Regions from separate parts of the Mus musculus genome. Here regions 2, 3 and 4 are each linked to region 1. Evidence: chromatin contacts called from public Hi-C and HiChIP or PLAC-seq data. All regions are on one chromosome and are shown on one strand. The core of a region is the stretch at or near the end of the contact, and the rest is flanking DNA. Distances in the headings are between cores, read along the strand shown. Region 1 holds the start of Gatad1 (GATA zinc finger domain containing 1). Region 2 has its middle 21 kb from the start of Mterf1a. Region 3 overlaps Cdk6 (cyclin-dependent kinase 6). Region 4 overlaps Ankib1 (ankyrin repeat and IBR domain containing 1).

The links. A called contact is a pair of places that touch in the nucleus more often than the background predicts. HiChIP or PLAC-seq counts read pairs in DNA pulled down with a chosen protein or histone mark.
Region 2: an HNF4G HiChIP or PLAC-seq map of pancreatic cancer cells shows a contact between it and region 1. The contact joins the enhancer-like site here to the promoter of Gatad1 in region 1. A contact is called at or near these places in 17 of 39 promoter capture datasets (the 3T3-L1 cell line, 3T3-L1-derived adipocytes, the C10 cell line and 11 more), 2 of 15 datasets of contacts at CTCF or cohesin (large pre-B cells and pro-B cells), 46 of 484 Hi-C or Micro-C datasets (the 63-12 cell line, B cells, the Ba/F3 cell line and 33 more), 14 of 115 datasets of contacts at active chromatin or transcription factors (the 230-238 cell line, the NIH/3T3 cell line, the SCID.adh cell line and 8 more) and 3 of 9 other capture datasets (adipose tissue, liver and pancreatic islet).
Region 3: a contact with region 1 is called in a Hi-C map of granulocyte-monocyte progenitors, with 5 times the contacts expected there. The contact joins the enhancer-like site here to the promoter of Gatad1 in region 1. A contact is called at or near these places in 3 of 484 Hi-C or Micro-C datasets (the G1E-ER4 cell line, erythroblasts and granulocyte-monocyte progenitors), 2 of 115 datasets of contacts at active chromatin or transcription factors (memory CD8 T cells and microglia) and 1 of 9 other capture datasets (liver).
Region 4: an H3K4me3 HiChIP or PLAC-seq map of bone marrow-derived macrophages shows a contact between it and region 1, with 2.9 times the contacts expected there. The contact joins the enhancer-like site here to the promoter of Gatad1 in region 1. A contact is called at or near these places in 6 of 39 promoter capture datasets (the C10 cell line, the HPC-7 cell line, cranial neural crest and 2 more), 1 of 15 datasets of contacts at CTCF or cohesin (the NIH/3T3 cell line), 4 of 484 Hi-C or Micro-C datasets (centrocytes, monocyte-dendritic cell progenitors, myocytes and 1 more), 8 of 115 datasets of contacts at active chromatin or transcription factors (the SCID.adh cell line, bone marrow-derived macrophages, craniofacial prominence and 4 more) and 4 of 9 other capture datasets (adipose tissue, liver, macrophages and 1 more).

What each region holds. Positions count from the first base shown.
Region 1 is chr5:3,646,501-3,649,464 of GRCm38.p6, reverse strand. Gatad1 (GATA zinc finger domain containing 1) reads left to right here and starts at 1,529. Exons shown (of 5, transcript NM_026033.2): 1 at 1,529-2,085; 2 at 2,556-2,681. The coding sequence starts at 1,846.
Region 2 is chr5:3,871,059-3,874,022 of GRCm38.p6, reverse strand. It overlaps a transcript of Mterf1a not described here. Among named protein-coding and RNA genes, the nearest start is that of Mterf1a, 21 kb to the left of the region's middle. Within about 2 kb of position 1,487, at least 21 of the 459 cell types and tissues checked have an H3K27ac peak or open chromatin away from gene starts, as enhancers often do. A contact at or near this core is called in the C2C12 cell line, the NIH/3T3 cell line, cortical neurons and 3 more, where this site is marked.
Region 3 is chr5:3,493,076-3,496,039 of GRCm38.p6, reverse strand. The region is part of intron 5 of Cdk6 (cyclin-dependent kinase 6); the gene reads right to left. Among named protein-coding and RNA genes, the nearest start is that of Fam133b, 49 kb to the left of the region's middle. Within about 2 kb of position 1,514, at least 161 of the 459 cell types and tissues checked have an H3K27ac peak or open chromatin away from gene starts, as enhancers often do. A contact at or near this core is called in the G1E-ER4 cell line, erythroblasts, granulocyte-monocyte progenitors and 2 more, where this site is marked.
Region 4 is chr5:3,786,218-3,789,181 of GRCm38.p6, reverse strand. All of the region lies in intron 1 of Ankib1 (ankyrin repeat and IBR domain containing 1), which reads left to right. Among named protein-coding and RNA genes, the nearest start is that of Ankib1, 15 kb to the left of the region's middle. Within about 2 kb of position 1,506, at least 39 of the 459 cell types and tissues checked have an H3K27ac peak or open chromatin away from gene starts, as enhancers often do. A contact at or near this core is called in adipose tissue, bone marrow-derived macrophages and myocytes, where this site is marked.

The DNA of each region.
Region 1 (2,964 bases), core at 280-2,779:
GTTCAGGAAAAAAACTGTTTAAAAAAAAAAAAGGTAGAAAGTGATTGAGGGAGACCCCTAATGTCCAACCTCTAGCCTCCACACATGTGCTTATCTGCACACACACGCGCATGTGTCCTTAGACACATATACAGGCACATATGATCATGTATACACATGCCACATATAGATAAAACTCCACTGAGCATACAGTTGTTCAATTAAAGAAATATTTATTTACCTGTAACCAGTACTTAGGAATTCCTTCATTCCTTGGGCTAGTTTCCCTGGGAGCTTTAGACTTCAACGAACATAGCCAATGTTCAGGCTTAATTCTCTCAAATAATACACATCTCCTTTCCAGGTGAAAGTGTATTGTATCTGCTTTGCTAATGGTCCTCCCAGAGAACTACTAGTTTTGCAGTGATTTAAATCCAGGTTGAAATGTGTCCAGTTCCTCGAACCAAAGTTCACAGAAAACGATAAATTCTTCCAGCAATCACCCCTAGTTAAAGCAGTGTTCAATGCAGTCTCCAGGAATCTTCTTTGGGAGCCTTTATGCTAATATACTTTATTTTAAACGTTAGGAAGGTATAATGTATTGCTTGTTCTTTATGCAAATAAGTGATGTGAAGCCATATAAGATACAAATATCCCAGCTCTGAACCCAACTGTGTAATACAAAACTGTAACGTTTTAATTATAGTATAACTCATGAGAAATAATTGATAGGAATTCTTCTGCACATTGCTCATTTCTAACCCAACTAACTCATAAACCCCTCACGTTCAGTATTCAGTGCACAGCACTGTTACATTGACCCAGGTAAAATAAATCATTGACTAATAAATTAATCTCATCCAGTCCACACTGGTGTTTCTGCTGTTTTCTGTCTGAATGTTCTTATTATATGAATTTCTTAGACCCTCAATTCTTTTTTTGGGGGGGAGGGGGCTCGAGAGCACTTTATTCTAATGTTAAGTAGTATGCCAAGCAAGAATGTTAAATTAAGTTTCACAGTGTAGGTGCTAATACTGGATCTAGTCTTAGCTGTCTTTCCAGCCCTAACACACCTAGCTTTTTACGTGAGTACTGGGGGTCAAACTCAGGCCATAAGCTTGTGCCAGAAGAACTTTACCATCAGGTCACCTCCCTAGCCTCCAAAGTCAAATTAATTAATTAAGACTTTTAAAAGGGTCTTGATCAATAAGGCTACATTTATCAAATGAAAACACAGGATAAGTATGAGTATCATATAACTACTATTACATGGGCCACTCTCACTAGTCATTTGAAATTCACTTTTAACGGGAAATTTTACATCCATTCCCCCCCCCCAGCCCCCCCCCCCCCCAGCCAGTTGTAAACTCAGAAGAGTGACAGGCAATGGTAAGTCTGGCAGGGCCACTTCCGGCCAGTAGGCGGGGTTTCCGGAGCCCCAAAGCCTAGGTCAGGCACACTGGTTCACTCGGCCCCGCCCCGCCCCGCCCCGGGAGCTCCGCCCATCGCCGGAAGCCCCGGTGGGCGGAGGCAGGGTCGTGGTCGCCCTGGGGACCCCGGCGGCGGCGGCGGCCGCCCCGGATAGCGTCCCCTAGGGCGGAGCTGGCTTTCCCGGGAGGCCGCGCCGAGTATCGGGCCTGCGTGCCCCGCGGGCGGCCCAGCTCCAGGGCTGGGTCCCGGGCTGCGGGAGCCCGCTTCCCGCCTCCAGGGGTCAGCGGTGGCCGCTGGGTCCCGGCGCGGGCGGCCCAGCACCTCCGACCTTGCTCTTCCAGTCGCCGAGGTGGCCGGCCGACCCCTGGGCGGCCCGTGCAGACGGCCGCCATTCCCGTGTCGCTGCGCCCGCGGGGGCCGCCCGAGCCGGCCAGCATGCCGCTGGGCCTGAAGCCCACCTGCAGCATGTGCAAGACTACGTCGTCCTCCATGTGGAAGAAGAGTCCACAGGGCGAGATCCTCTGCCATCACTGCACGGGCCGGGGCGGCGGCGGCGCGGGAGTGGCGGGCGGGACCGGGGGCGGTGGCGGCGGCGGCGGTGGCTTCGGCACCACCACCTTCGCCACCACCTCGGCCGGTCCTTCGCAGAGCAACGGGGGCGGCGGCGGCAAGCAGGTGAGCCCTCGGCCTCTCCCTCCTCGGGAGAAGGGCTTCCTGCCGTAGACCGGGCGGTGCGGGACGCACCGGGGCAGCCGGACGAGGCCATTTGCTTGTAGGTCGAGGACCTCTTGCCCATCAAGTCCTTGTCACGTTAATAAATTAGTAGGTCGCTAAAAATGTCAGCATTAGAATTCTGTTCTGAGATATGCAGGAAACTTGGGGGGGGGCGTAAAATAGATCAGTTCAGCAAACGAATAATAAATAGTTCCTGCCTTGTCCTCCCCCCACTTCTGTCCTCTTCCCGCTTGAAAGCAGCGCCATCTCTTGGGAGGCCCTACAGAGTTTAACATCTCAGCCCTCGGTCTTTTAAGTTTTTTGTTTTTAATTTCTTTTAACAAAGTGTATTATCCTCTGATCTTTGTGAGGTTATTGTATTGGCTTTTCTTCTGCAGTTTTAATTTCCTTTTCTCTAAATTGTGTAACAGAGTAAGCAAGAAATTCACAGAAGGTCGGCCCGGCTCAGAAATACCAAATACAAATCGGCTCCAGCTGCTGAAAAGAAAGTTTCCACGAAAGGAAAAGGGAGAAGACATATTTTTAAGTTAAAAAATGTAAGATGGTTGTGGACATTGTGCTTCCTAATGGGACACTGTGGGTGTGGTGGGCCTTCCCACGGCTGGTGTACCTCTCAGGTGCACTTAGGCCGTATTCTGGAGGGAAGGCAAGGTTTCCCAAAAGACAGCTCTCCTGGAAGAAATTGGCAGTTTTTGACATTAGAAAAGCAGTTTCTCAGTTTTTTTTTCTTCAGCTTTTATTTTTCTCATCTGAAAGATATAAAATATGAATCTAGAGGAATGTTCTATAATTTAGCACAGTGTATCTGTATGCAAAGAG
Region 2 (2,964 bases), core at 238-2,737, 220 kb before region 1:
TTTCTTTGTTGTTTCTATTTCTATTTTCAGGTTTTGAACAGTTTTATTCATTTCCTTCACCCATTTGATTGTATTTTCCTGTATTTCTTTAAGGAATGTATTTCCCATTTAAAGGCCTATGGCCTTCCCTCTGAAGATTCTGATGCAGGATGAAAAAATGGTTGGGAGGCCATTGGGCTGAGACAGCTCCAAGCACTGTGTGCTTGTTTGTAAGCAAACTGAAATCCAGCATGAATCAAAATTCAATTCAAATGGGGGTAACTTAGTCACCAAATTTCTATGGAAGAGAACCTGCTATCACGTGCTGTCATTGTGACTTGCTGAATTAATTTCTTTCTGATGAGTCATCTCTTTGCCTGATTGCAGGAACTGCACCACATGCATCTTCCCAAGCTGAGTGAGTGGCACTGACACAAAGAAAGCCATGCTTAAGGACTTAATGCGTACTTGATTCTATACAAATGTTGCTGAAGCATATCTGTCGCTTGATAAATTAGGATTCTAATGAAAGATTTAAAAGATTTGTAAAGGTTTTTGCCTGTGCTTATTTTCAATGCAGCTTTATTTAGAAAGTCTGTAGAAATAGATCTGTGTTTTGGGCTGAATGATATCCCCATACCAAATGTGGAAGCCGTAAGTTGCTTAGCAATGTTTAATTTTGCTCTATTCACAATAGTTAGAAAATGCAAACAACTTAAATGTCCTTCAGTATCTGAATAGATAATGAAAATGTGGTGCATAGCTTGATATAGCTGCCTCCTCAGAGGCTCTGCCAGTGCCTGACAAGTACAGAAGTGGATGCTCACAGCCATCCATTGGACTGAGCACAGGGTCCCCAATGAAGGAGCTGGAGAACGTACCCAAGGAGCTGAAGGGGTTTGCAGCCCCATAGGAGGAACAACAATATGAACTGACCAGTACCTCCAGAGCTCTCTGGAACTAAACCACCAATCAAAGAAAACACATGATGGGATTGTGTCTCTAGCTGCATATGTATCAGAGGATGGCCTAGTCAGCCATCTATGGGAGGAGAGGCCCTTGGTCCTGTGAAGGTTCTATACCCCAGGATAGGTGAATCCCAGGGCCAGGAAGCAGGAGTGGGTGGGTTGGTGGGCAGGGGAAGCGGGGAAGAGGATAGGAGGTTTTCAGAGGAAACCAGAAAAGAGGATAACATTTGAAATGTAAATAAAGAAAATATCTAATAAAAAAGAAACTCTAAAAAATGAAAATAAATAAAAAATTAAAAAGAAAAACGAAATCATTGAATTTTCAGATTAATGTATGGCATAGAAAAGATTGTATTGAACTAATTGAGGCTCAGAAGGACAAACACTTCATGTTCTCAGTCATCTGTGGTTCCTGTAACCTCCTCCCAGCCTGAAGCAGGCTGAGCCTGACCTTGACCTTTCTGCCACTAAGGAGATTCCCTAGGATGGAGCTTTCCTAGATCACTCTATTGTTCAGCCAGGGCTGCTGTTCCACTTCAAGATTCTGCTCCCTGCTGAGAGGCTGCTGAGCTATTCCAGAGACTACACCCTATCCTTCGTCACCTGCAGCAGGGCTCCAAGAATGAATTGGTGGGAATGGGCCTCTCCTCCCCCCCCCCCCTTTATAATTACATTTGCCATTAAACATTTGAGCTTTGATCAGGAATCTTGACTTAGCTCCATTTTTCTCTCGACCGCCTAGTTTCCCCTCTCTATTCAGCCCCGGCTTGCCTCCCAGGTGAAACCTGGTTCATTTTAGCCGCAGGCCGGCTTCCAACAGTTCTTAGCTTCAAATTTTCAGATCTGAGAATATGAACTAGAGTGTGAAGTAGAAAGTAGAAAAAAAAATGAGGAGGGGGGATTTAATTCAGGAGGGAGGGAGGAAGTCAAAACAGACAGAGAGTGGGGGGGAACGGACAAACAAGACTGAGAATATTTGAAAAAAACTCCAAGGAATAAATGTGCGTGTGTATGTGTGTGTGTATCTTAAATAAAGTTATGTTTCTTGAGCAGACAATATTCCCCACAAGAGCCATAGGCTAACAAAGACATCAGGCATGAGAAACCTTTTTTATAGTTGGTCAGAGCAGTCCAAGAGGCTCCCAAAGCAATACATCCTATTGCAATTGCAATATTGTCTGACTCCCATTGGATGAAGGCAAGTCTCCATTTGCTGAAGACATCACACACTTCAGACACAGGACTTGGAAGATTTGAGCTGGCTCTGACCTGAAAGCCCCCTCCCTGAGGACCAGGGGTTTTATGCTCAAGGAGGAAAGCAATTGGTAGTTCTAAGCAGCTGTGATTCATGTGAGCTACACAATGACTTGCATTGCCAAGGACCAGCCTTGCTTGGAGAGAGAGATTCTGAGGAAGGGGTGTTTGGGTGCAGTCATTTCAAGAATGACTTGAAGTCAATTGTGGGTACAAACTTGTGTCCTCAAGGTAGCTCTCTTGAAGACCAAAGCCCAGTATTTTTTTTTGATTCTTTTTTTTTATTAGGTATTTTCTTTATTTACATTTCAAATGCTATCCCAAAAGTTCCCTATACCCTCCCCGCACCCTGCTCCCCTACCCACCCACTCCCACTTCTTGGTCCTGGCGTTCCCCTGTACTGGGGCATATAAAGTTTGCAATATCAATGGGCCTCTCTTTCCACTGATGGCCGACTAGGTCATCTTCTGCTACAGATGCAGCTAGAGACATGAGCTCTGGGGGGTACTGGTTAGTTCATATTGTTGTTCCACCTATAGGGTTGCAGACCCCTTCAGCTCCTTGGGTGCTTTCTCTAGCTTCTCCATTTGGGGCCCTGTGTTCCATCCTATAGATGGCTGTGAGCATCCACTTCTGTATTTGCCAGCCACTGGCATAGCCTCATATGAGACAGCTATATCAGGGTCCCTTCAGCAAAATCTTGCTGGCATATGCAATAGTGTCTAGGTTTGGTGGCTGATTATGGGATGGATCCCCGGGTGGG
Region 3 (2,964 bases), core at 265-2,764, 150 kb after region 1:
ATCTTTTTCTTTTTTCTTATTATAAAAGAACTCTCATAAGAGACATGTTTTGAGACTATGTTTGCCTCTTGATCTGCATCACATTTCAGTGATCGAATATAGTAAATCTATATTCAGCTTCAACTTAAAATAATAATTATCAAATGTCCAACACCATCATCTCTTCTACCCTAACACAGTGACTTATCTTCCATTTCTTTACATCAGTATAAACTTGATCTTATTTGATGGCTTATAATTGTTTAATATAATTATGTAGTTTGATATCCAAAATACCTCAGAGGTATGTACCCACTCCTTCAAGTTAAAACCTGTGACATTTGCAAAATTTTGTCTTTACTTTCTGGTACAAAAAAGAACACTCTAGGCCTGTATTTTTAAAATGTTCTATAATAACCACATTGTCGCTGTCAAATGAGAGTATGCAATGCATGTAATTAAAGTCAACCTCAGGTTGGAGAGATGGCTCAGTCCTTAAGAGTGTGTCATGCTCACAGTACCCACAGAAGCTCACAGAAGACTATAACTCCGGTTCTGAGGGGGCCAGATGCCTCTTTCTCCTGTAGGTATCAGCATTCAGGTGCATACACCCTACACACATAATCAAAAACAACCTTACATAAAATAACATATATAATATACACATTATGAGGTACTTTTAAAGGCTGTTCCTGAGGCTAGATGTCAAGTATCCCATGCTGCTCTCAAACAAGCCAGTTAGCCAAAGATGGCATTGAAGTTGTGCTTCTACTGCTCCTGCTTCCTCCCTCCAAGTGCTAAGATTACGGGCATGTGTTACCACACCCAACTTATATTGTTATTATTTTTTCAAATGCAGCTTTCTGGTTCAACATGCTTCAGAAATATGAGAATAAAAGGGATCTCTGCACGGAGTTCCATTTGAGACGGGACAGGGCACAGCTGTCTCATCAATCAGTTTGGAAGGCAGTGTCTAGTGACGGTCCACAGACAACCATTGGTCTTTTCCTGACTGAAGCCAGTCAGCCAGAGACACAGCTGTAGGCATGACACAGTTCTAGCACATTCTGTGCTCCTTGGTCTCATAGACAAACGTGTGCTTGCTCCCGTCTCAGAAGGCTGAAGACACTGAATGGCAGGGAGATAGTCATTTCTGTCCTTCTCAGAAGAAATTCTTGCTGACTGTTCGGAGTTCCCCTACAAGCTAAATGTGAGGCATTTCTTCCTGTGGCTCAGAACAAGAGTCTACAATGGCCTTGGGGATTATGCTCGCCACTCTGTGAAGTGCTGTGGCAACAGGGTTTCAAGGCAAGAAGCCCCTAACACCTTGCCCAGCAGTCTGTGGGCCTCTGCCCCAAACAGTCCCACCTGGTTTCTGAGTCTTATTAGATAGGTTTTCTGGACCTCATCTGTGTACTCAGTGTCTTGCCAGATTCTAGGCTTGGCTCTGGCCTTTGCAGAAGCTGTGGTGGGGCAGATGGGGCAGGACCAGGAAGAGCCCCAGAGTGACTAGGCATGACTTCATTAATGAGTCACCCGGCCACACTGTTTAGTGTGCTGTGGCCCAAGTTTAAGTCTGATACTTAGGACTGGGGTACTGTCTAGGATCTCAGTGCTGCAGGGCCCAAGACTTTTTGACTTCGAATTCTTCTCATGCCTGATGTTAGCAATGATAATGCTATCCTGCTCTAGATGATGGTGTAGCAACACAGACAACATAATCACCGATACTGAGTATATAAATCCAGAAGAGAAAGCCAAATGCTGCATGAGTGCCGTTTTGCACCACTGTGTGGGATTTACGCTTGAGTGCTCTCGCTTTAATACTTGAGACTGAGGTCGAGGGATGGTTGGGCACAGTCACCCAGGTAGGAAGTGATACAAGAGGGGACTGGAGGCTGCAAAGCTGGCTCACACCACCGCCTCACTGTCCTGTGTCCTCCAGATAATGCCAGGTGACTGCTGGTGAACATGCGCCAGTGACTTTCATCACCACAATAGGCAAACTCAGAGGCAGAAAGGTAACCTGGAGGGAGATTTATGTTGGCTCCTGGTTTCGGGGAAGGCAGCTAGCTCATCACGGTGAGGAAGGCGGACAGGAACGGCTGCGTCTGTTACTTCTCACATCGGCAGAGTGTTCGGTAGGATGCAAGCCTCCAGCCTCAATGAATGACTTCTGTTAGCCAGGTCACAGTCCCACCACCTCTCAGAACAGGCAGACCAGGTGAGAACCAAATGTTCTAACACACGGGGCTGCAGGGGACTGTTCCATAATGGAGACTCAGCCTGACTCAAGGAGAAACCAACGAGCCAAATACCATCAATAAGCATGCTTTAAAGGCCAGGTAACTCTCACTCGCTGGTTGTAACAGGATAATGAGGAGCCAGCGTCTCCTGGTCCACCGAGCAGTAGATTGGGTTGGCCACACAGTACTCAGAAGTCTTTTTCTTTGCCTTTTCAGTACATGGCAGGTCAGGATGTCCTTGTTCTTCACGGTGCTGACTTAAGGGAACCCAGAACGGGAAGACCAATATGATGCCTGCCCTGCCAGGCTGACCAGGTAGGGTAAAAGAAAGTCGGTCAGTGGGCTAGAGAGATGGCTCAGTGGTTAAGAGCACTGATGCCTCTTCCAGAGGATCTGAGTTCCATTTCCAGCAGCCACATGGTGGCTCACAACTGTCTGTAATGGGATCTGAGGCCCTCTTCTGGTGTGTCTGAAGGGAGCAACAGTGTACTCACATAAAATAAGTAAACAAATCTTTAAAAGAAAAAAAGGAAGTCAGTTATTAAAGGAGGTGTCTTCCCTTTTGTCCTACGAGGACAGCGTGGGCTTCACGTGCTTGCTAAAGGGTGCTTCCCTTCACTGTGTAGAAAACATCATAAATATAAGTGAGGTTCTTTACTTTTAAGGCTTGGACTTTCCCATTCATTGCTCTTAAATACAGGGGGAAAAACCAGTTCAGAATCAGGGATAAGAAGGAAGG
Region 4 (2,964 bases), core at 257-2,756, 140 kb before region 1:
GGCATAGTGGTACCTGCATTTAATTTCAGCACTCAGGGTGCAAAAGCAATTGGATCTTTATGTGTTCAAGACCAAACAGAACTACATAGTGAGACCCTTTCTCCAAAATAATTCTATTTATTATTGTTGTTGTTATTGTTGTGTGTGTGTGGTTATGACTGACATTCATGCCCTGGAGCACATGTAAAGTTCAGAGGACACCTTTGTGGAGTGGATTCTCTCCTTCCTCATTTCAGTTGGATCCAGGAATTGAACTCAGGTCATCAGGCTATCATGTTTGGGGAGAAAACACTTTTATCTCCTCAGCCATCTCTCCTGCCCTTTGTTTGTTTGTTTAGTGTACATAAGTATCAGTGATAGTCTGATTCAAGTGTTTTCATCCTCTTTGGAAAACTATTGTTTCTCTGGTGAATTGTTCTGCTCCTGTAGTAAATGTCCTAAACACCACGCCATAATTATGATAGAGTGAATTGCTTCGGAGTAGTTGAGTTGCTCTTGAAAGAGAAAGTATTTAACAGTTGCTAGGAACTTAAAAATAGAATAGAATACAACAGAGGAAGATATTTGTAGCTTCTTGTTCTATAAAGGAATATGATTGTTGTCTGTAAAATTAGTGAATTAAAAATCACATTACAAATGTAATCATATTGTATAGTTTTTAGATTGTGTTCCTGTCAAATTTAAGTCCTGTTTCTTCAGCATACTTTCTAAAGATTATAGGTATTTCCTCTCATATTAAAACTTTTCCTTTACCTTAAATTAAGTTTTTGTTTAAAAGGAGAAATAGTTCTTTTTATTAAGATAGCTTATGACAGGGAGTTTGTAATCCATATGGCCATACTTCTTGTTATATACCCTTCTCAACTTGCAAGAATGACAAATTAGGAGTGTAGTTGTCTTGTATTAAAAATACAAAATTGATCAGCAGCCCAAAACCAGATTGTTCCACCAGGGAATCAACCTGTACTAGCTAGTTTTGTGTCAACTTGACACAGGCTGGGGTTATCACAAGAAAGGAGCTTCAGTTGAGGAAATGCCTCCGTGAGATCCAGCTGTAAGGCATTTTCTCAATTAGTGATCAAGGGGGAAAGGCCCCTTGTGGGTGGAACCATCTCTGGACTGGCAGTCTTGGTTCTATAAGAGAGCAGGCTGAGCAAGCCAGGGGAGGCAAGCCAGTAAAGAACATCCCTCCATGGCTTCTGCATCAGCTCCTGCTTTCTGACTTGCTTGAGTTCCAGTCCTGCATCCTTTAGTGATGAACAACAGTATAGAAATGTAAGCCAAATAAATCCTTTCCTCCCCAACTTGCTTTTTGGTCATGATGTTTGTGCAGGAATAGAAACCCTGACTAAAACACAGCCCTTTCCTGTGGCATCTGGATTTGAGCCAGGCAATCCAGCTGACATCATTGATGTTTCTCATAGTTTAAGGTCCATAGAGAAGTGTCCTAAATCTGAAAAGCCTCAGAGTCCGTGTTCTGGACAATGAGTCAGTGCCTGTTTTCATTTCAGCATAGTGCACACTGAGGCTAAAACAGCCATGTGGTAGACAGTGAGTCCAGGCTGGACAGTTATGACCTATACGTTCGTACTTCTAGAAATGCTGGCAACTAGCCTTTTGTAACAGCAAGCGAAGATTGAAAGGCTAGGTGCCTATGTTCCAAGTTTAAATGACAGGAAGCTTTCGTAAGCTCTTTTTAAAAAATTACTGACATTTATTTATCTATTATTGTGTGTACATGTGCACCATAGCATATATGTGGAGGTCAGAGAACCACTTATAAGAGTCCACCATCCTCTCAGGGTCTCAGGGTTTGAATTCAGTTTGTTAGACTTGGCAGCCAGTGTTCTTACTTGCTGAGCCATCATACCTGCCTATCTTAAACTCTTAATCTTACCAGCCTAGATTCCATATCATTCTCCTGCAATTGTACATCAGATTAAAAATAACAGCCTTCCATGTGTATCCATACTTATTTACTCATGCAGACATACCCAAATAAATGAATGTTAAAAAAAAAAAAAAAACCCCACCCAACTTTAAAAGTGTATTGACATCTAGAGATTGTCTCTCATTTTATGTTGTCTTCACCCCTTCGTGATCCCACTGGGCAAAAGTTACTGAGCTTAACTCTTTTTAGTTTGAATTTTATCTGTGTATCAGCAAGGAAAACAAATTTTGGTTTTCTATTCTGTTCAGCCTTTCCTGAGTGGGAATAACATTTATGAAATTACAACTATATAACAGCTTATACCATTTTTATCTTACATGCAGATTCAGTAATCACAAATAAAAAAAATTATGACATTTTTCTTTTTTCATTGTGAATTTATTGAAATCTCTAGCAGAAAAGTTCGTTCTTCTAAGTTAGCAGTTAAGCTACAGAGATGAGTGCTGGCTTAACTGTATATCCTGACCAGGTCACAGAGGAGGTGGGGGTAGTCACTATAGCTTCTTCTAGACTGCAGAAACCTTTTCCTCTAAGGTGATCCATACCTTTACTTTGGTTCTGTGATTTGATTTACCCTTTTTCTCTCTTTTGACATTTTGACCTCTTTTGGGAACAAGTAGACCCTATATCCCACTCCTGCAAGATAAACCAATCAAGTCCCCACCTCAGTGTTTTGAGCATGGTACTCAAAGCTGACATTGATTGCAGGAAAAAGATTCAAAGCAGAATTAGCAAAAAAGGCCCTGTGTGAGTTCCACATAAACACAAGCTTCTTGGAGTCCTACCTTTGGAGTGGCACAGGTCTATTTAATTCCTCTAGCACTGACTTGTGACAGCATTCGTGACATGTAACCTACCAGGGAAGCTCATCAGAGACTCAGTATCCATGGCTTCTACTGAAGGTCATGCCCAGAAGAAAAGCACTTATTTTGTATGTGCTACATTTCAAAAGAATAATTTCTGTATCTACATCTTTGTGCATGTGCATGTGTGTGTACATGTGTGTGTAGATC